Linked DNA regions of Anser cygnoides: region 1 is linked to region 2. A link is a contact called in public Hi-C data. All regions are on one chromosome and are shown on one strand. The core of a region is the stretch at or near the end of the contact, and the rest is flanking DNA. Distances in the headings are between cores, read along the strand shown. Region 1 overlaps CSTPP1 (centriolar satellite-associated tubulin polyglutamylase complex regulator 1). Region 2 overlaps LRP4 (LDL receptor related protein 4).

Region 1 (2,700 bases), core at 31-2,530, 140 kb after region 2:
CTCAAAATGTTTCTGAAATGCGTGTAGTTTCTACAGCTTTAGAAACACCCAGGGGGTTCCTCTCCTGAGGACTTTTCCAGTCTCCCCTTGAAATCACATCAACATTTAACCTCCACAACTCTCCTTGGCAAGGAGTTGCATGGGTCTGCCACCTGTTCCATGAAAAACCACCTCTCATTTGATTGAGAGCCACTAGTTGGAAGGGAAAATGAACAGTTAATCCCTATCTATGTTTTTCATATTATTGGTCATTTATCATATTCTACCGCCCTCCCTCAGATTGAGTTTTAAGTAGGTGGGGTACTTCTTTTAAGATTATTGACAGGAAAAGTACAAATCAAATACTAATAGTTTGTGTATACATATTTTTACGTACGCTCACCCACACATACACATCTGTAAAAATCCTGAGGTATTTTTAAACTAAAGTTCAGGTGGCAAGGAGGAGAAACTTGGATGAACATTCATGTGCTTTTTCTCTACAGGGAGATGTTTTAAAATATGTTGGCCTGTTTGTCTTAGCCCCCTAAAATGTTGTTGAGGAAAGGAACTCATTCAGGAAACTGCTTAAGTGGGGAAAAAGAGGGAAACGTTTCCCTTATCAAGGTTAGATATGCTCCCAAGCATGGGGCACTGCTGAGGCAGTCACTCACTCGTCTTGCAGCACAGAGCACTTTCTGAAGGCAACAAAAGCTCATGGGATTCTGTCCACTCGCACTAACAGTTCCTGCTGATGGGCACAGCTCTTGGTTGGCCTTGATCAGGCAAAAGGGGCAGGTCAGGGATACTGGGAGACGCTGGCTAGAAGCTGTGGTGGAGCACAGTTTGTGGTCAGAGTGTAGCCTTGGGTGGCCTGCTGATCTGATCCAACCTGTCAGTTCCCATCTTTCCAGCAGTTATGAGTCAGCTGCTATTCCTAATACAAACATCTCTATTTCTTAGTACTTCTCTGTGTATACTTCCCCCGTAACTCCCCTGTGCATATCACAACATTACCCATGACAAGTCATCAAAGAAAAACAGTTAAAATGGTGATTTTGGGTTGGGCAGAACCAGGCTTGCAGTGCCTTTAGCTGTGGACAGAAAATGTGCTTGGAAAGTTTTTCTCTGATACAACAAATATTTCCACTGAGCTGAAAAACCTCAGCACAGCCCGAGGGCCCGCTGACATCCCGCCTTTCCTTTCCACCCGCCTCACGCACATCATCACACTTCCATTCACTGGGGACATAAATGCCACTGGAGTCCTCACAAGCACGCCCTTGTGTACACACACTCAGACATCCCGGCCCTGTCGCGCTCACCCAGGCACAACGCACACACGCAGCCTGTCATACGCTCTCCCACCAACCCACACACATGCAAACCACTCCAAATGGAATCTAGATTTGTAAACTGCTGACCACATCCATAAACAAACTTGTTTAAAATTAGGCTCTTGCAGTAAACAGTGGGTAGTATGAGGAGCCTGGGGAGAGGCTTTCTGCCAACTCTAGCCCTGACCTGCCCTGGCCCTTCCTCTAGATCCCATGTAATATTTACTTTGGAGCCGCACAGAGACAAGCTGGGATACAGCCTGGAGCCCTGACTAACTTGCTCCCTTTGCTTCTGTTGCAGTACCATATATTTTGTTCCCAACTTGGATGAGTTCTCAGTTGGTGGTAACAGATGAAGAAGGAAAACTTTTGAGACTTTGCAAACTAGCTGTGTGTTTGACATTAGCTTTCACACTCCACTGCTTTATTCACGTGCTAGCCTCTGTTCCCTTTAGAAGAGTCTGAACAGAGTGGCTGGCCTCTCGTAACCATCCTGACAGGGAGAAGCCAGCAACTTACATGGAAATGGCTGCTTGTGCCTGCATAATATCTGACCTGAATATGCAGGATGCCTTAGTATTGTGCTTACATTCATTTCCTGTTGGTGTCATGTGCAGCACAGAGCAGGGAATGACAATTTAATCCTGGGTCTGGTAGGTCAAGAGGATGCTTAGCTGGCTGTAGCCCTGAGTTATAAATCGCTTTCTGTTTTTTCAGAGTTCCTGGAAAGTGTGGCTGCCATTTATCAAGATCTATTGGCTGGTAAGAATCCAAATACTGTGATCGTGCCAACATCATCCTCTGGGCAGCATCGGCAGCGACAACCCCCAAATGACTGCAACCCACTCGATGGGGTAGAGGCTTCTCTCTTCTACCAGTGCCTAGAGTCCTTGTGTGACAGATCAAAATACAGGTATGAACACAGATGTGAAGTCTCTGTCTCTGGAGACCCTTTGTAATGTTGGATCTGTGAAGAAATACAGGACTTTGAACAAGCTGTAACTTCCACATAGATCTCATTGGAGAAGTAATAAGGGAGAGATCATGGCAGAACTGCTTTAACCAAAAGAAAAAAACAAATTCCTGGGCCTAATAGACACGGGGGATTTGAGCAGATTATTGGGCTAATTGGTTGATTTGGGACTCTGCTTTCCTTCTCACTTTTACATTGATACTTTCATCAAGGAGAGGTTCATCTACCATCATGGATTAACTAGAGGAGATCAATGAATGCAAGTGTGTTCCTGAGTGTTGAAGTACAGGCAGGCCACACTGGGGTGGATGAAGCTTTAGCACCTGGACAAGATCACGCTGCTAGTCTGTACTGGAATATGGGATGGAGCTGGTCTCCAGTTAGAGATCCCAGGCACAAGACTAGCCTTAG
Region 2 (2,700 bases), core at 42-2,541:
CAAGTGTAGAAGACAGTTTACAGATCTCATACTCTGGGAAGCACAGTAAGTTGAGGCTGAACTCAAACTATCCAAAAGAGACCTCTCTACCTATTCCTCCAGGATGGAAATGTTAGCTACAAGCAGCAAGGCAGCAGGCCAAACCTGTATTCTCACAGTTCTCCTCATCACTGTTGTCAGAGCAGTCATCTTCCCCATCACAGCGCCAGGAGAGACGGACACAGCGCCCTGATTTACAGCGGAACTGGTCAGCTGTGCACATAGATGTAGCTGAGGGACCGAAAAAAAAAGAAAATTAGGTGAGCAACAAGGATCAAAAGAGACCTGTTTCAAAGGTAACACTCCCACATATTCTCTTGCATCCGCAGAAACAGAATGCTCCCACCAGTCCCCAGCACTCACTGCAGTTCCTCTCATCTGACTGGTCATCGCAGTCGGAGTCTCCATCACACCTCCAGCCAGCATTAATGCACAAGCCACTGTTGCACATGAACTCCCCAGAGCGACATGGCTGGTGAGATGCTGTCGGAAGGTAAAATAAATAAATAAATATACAGCAAACTCAGACCTATGGAACATCCCAGAAATCTCTCAATGCCACATTTATGCTCCGCTATAGTGGAACTTGGTCCTGAACAGATCCCTCCTGGAAACTGCCTTAATTCCTGCATGCAGAAATGTGCTGACTACACAGTGACCCCCATGACTACTCTCACTGTCTTGAGTTAAAAAATTAATAATCAAAGAATCAGCTTATGTGTGACAAATTAGATAGCTGTCTCTCCAGCCAATGCAAAATCCATTTAGGATTGCAGGTCAGAAGCTTGGACCAGTATACCGCCCTGCACTAACTTACAGCAGTCAGATTCATCAGACCAGTCCCCACAGTCATCGTCGCCATCACAGTGGTAGATGTCCAAGATGCAACGTCCATACGCACACTGGAACTCCTCCAAGCTGCAGGTGGCAGCTGGAACATCTGATGCTAACGAGGGAATCAAACAAAAAATGCCTAAGGTAAAAGGGCACAAGCCAGTTTAAATAAACCTTTCTCCATCTAATAATACACTAGCAAATATTCAATGGAAAATTGTTGGAAATTACTAGCCATTGCTGCATATCTTTGCACGACCTGTATTGCTGAGAAGAACTCGAATGCTGTTTGTGCTTCACTGAGGGGCAGTTTAAAGCTATATACAAATGAAACTGTGCGGTCAACTCACTTTAAAAAAAACACCAAAGGGGTTGATGAGAAAGCAACAAAAAGGATCCAAGAGTGTCACCTTCCCTCTTATGCTCAAGATACTATCTATGTCTTAGTGCCCTCTATAAAGGTTTGCAATGTTTATTAAACCTTTGAAAGCCAGATGTAAAAACAAAGCTACCTTTTGGGGTAGCTCTATATTAAGGACTGAGGCACATCAGAACACAAGGTTAAAATATAGCATGATTCCTTTAAAATTTTAACACAAATAAACACTTGAAGACCAAAGGAAGCAAGCAGTGAGGTGCCCGCTTCTGCACCTGACCTTTGAATTTTCCCCCCTCCCTTTCCTCTCAAGCCATTGCCAAAACAAACTGTGCCTTATCAGTTAGGAGCACTGGCAGACAGATGACCCTAGGCAGAGCCCAACAAACTCGCAGTCAAGGATTTGCCCACTGTTCTCTGTTCAGCAGTACACTATGTGGGAAGTGATGAAAAATCTAAGTCCCACACAACAGAATCTGACACCTCTTCTCATACTGTCCGGAGAATGAACTGCATGTTTCAGGCACATGAGTCTTTCAGCTGAGGAGGTCAGAAAACAAATACACCAAGCAAAAGGGAAAACAAAGGCTGGCAATCAGGGACCTGAACTACGCCTGCCTATCCAACCTCAAGTAGTGGCAGAGCCTGCAGGCACGCAGTAAGAGCTCCAGTTCAGCCAGTATCCAGTGGCGAGTTACTAGTGTGTGTTAACCTGTGCCTCACCAAAGGAACCTGAAAGTAGTGTTTGGGCCTCCCTGAGGAGAAAACGAAGTTGATGACTTAAATTCTCATGTAGCACGATTCAATTATACATCCCACCCCGCAAAAAAAAAAAAAAAAAAAAAGCTTAGTTCCACATTGTCTTAGATGAACAGTGAACAGGACTGGATACAAGAAAAAGTTGACAGCCACACTGAGAAAGATAAGAGAAAGGGAGGCAGCCAAAGTGAGCTTCTTAGTGAAGTTCCCTACCTAAAATGCCTTACAAAAAACTGCCAGCCACAATTTGAGAAGCATTTCAACTCAGAGGAGTAGGGGCATGAATTCAGGTTGCCCTTCCACCTCCATAGGAGGCAAGGTTGAAACATCTTTCCTCACTTCCCCAGTGCCTATTCATGGCCTGCATGGAGCAACAGGCAAGGGAATGAGAAAGGAGAGAGGGGTAAAGGCGAGGGAAAGAGGCTGGCTTCCTCTTAGAGCCTTTTCCCAGCTTAGAAATGTTTGCAGCCCCTGGCTTGCTGCCAACTCTCATTATCTGGAGAGATAAAAGACAACTCCCCCATGCATCCACTCCCCTGCCCTTCAGGAGCTGGCGGCCCTGATCCCCCCCCTCCTAGAGCTTTTTGAAGTTTCTTGCTATCTAGAACAAATTCTGCAAAATGCCTTTGAAAGCAGGGTGGGGGAAGGGACCGCTGAAACTTCCACAGACACTAAATGCACTCAGAGACATG

What was found. Hi-C and Micro-C count contacts between places; a contact is called where the count stands out from the background.
Region 1: a contact with region 2 is called in a Hi-C map of fetal liver, with 2.2 times the contacts expected there. The contact joins two enhancer-like sites. A contact is called at or near these places in 5 of 7 Hi-C or Micro-C datasets (fetal liver, granulosa cells and liver).

Annotation. Positions count from the first base shown.
Region 1 is chr5:34,840,366-34,843,065 of Taihu_goose_T2T_genome, forward strand. CSTPP1 (centriolar satellite-associated tubulin polyglutamylase complex regulator 1) reads left to right here. Exons shown (of 10, transcript XM_066998774.1): 6 at 2,034-2,229. Among named protein-coding and RNA genes, the nearest start is that of ARFGAP2, 17 kb to the right of the region's middle. Within about 2 kb of position 1,281, at least 2 of the 3 cell types and tissues checked have open chromatin away from gene starts, as enhancers often do. A contact at or near this core is called in fetal liver and liver, where this site is marked.
Region 2 is chr5:34,704,505-34,707,204 of Taihu_goose_T2T_genome, forward strand. LRP4 (LDL receptor related protein 4) reads right to left here. Exons shown (of 40, transcript XM_066998732.1): 8 at 857-985; 9 at 403-522; 10 at 145-270. Among named protein-coding and RNA genes, the nearest start is that of CKAP5, 28 kb to the left of the region's middle. Within about 2 kb of position 1,292, at least 2 of the 3 cell types and tissues checked have open chromatin away from gene starts, as enhancers often do. A contact at or near this core is called in fetal liver and liver, where this site is marked.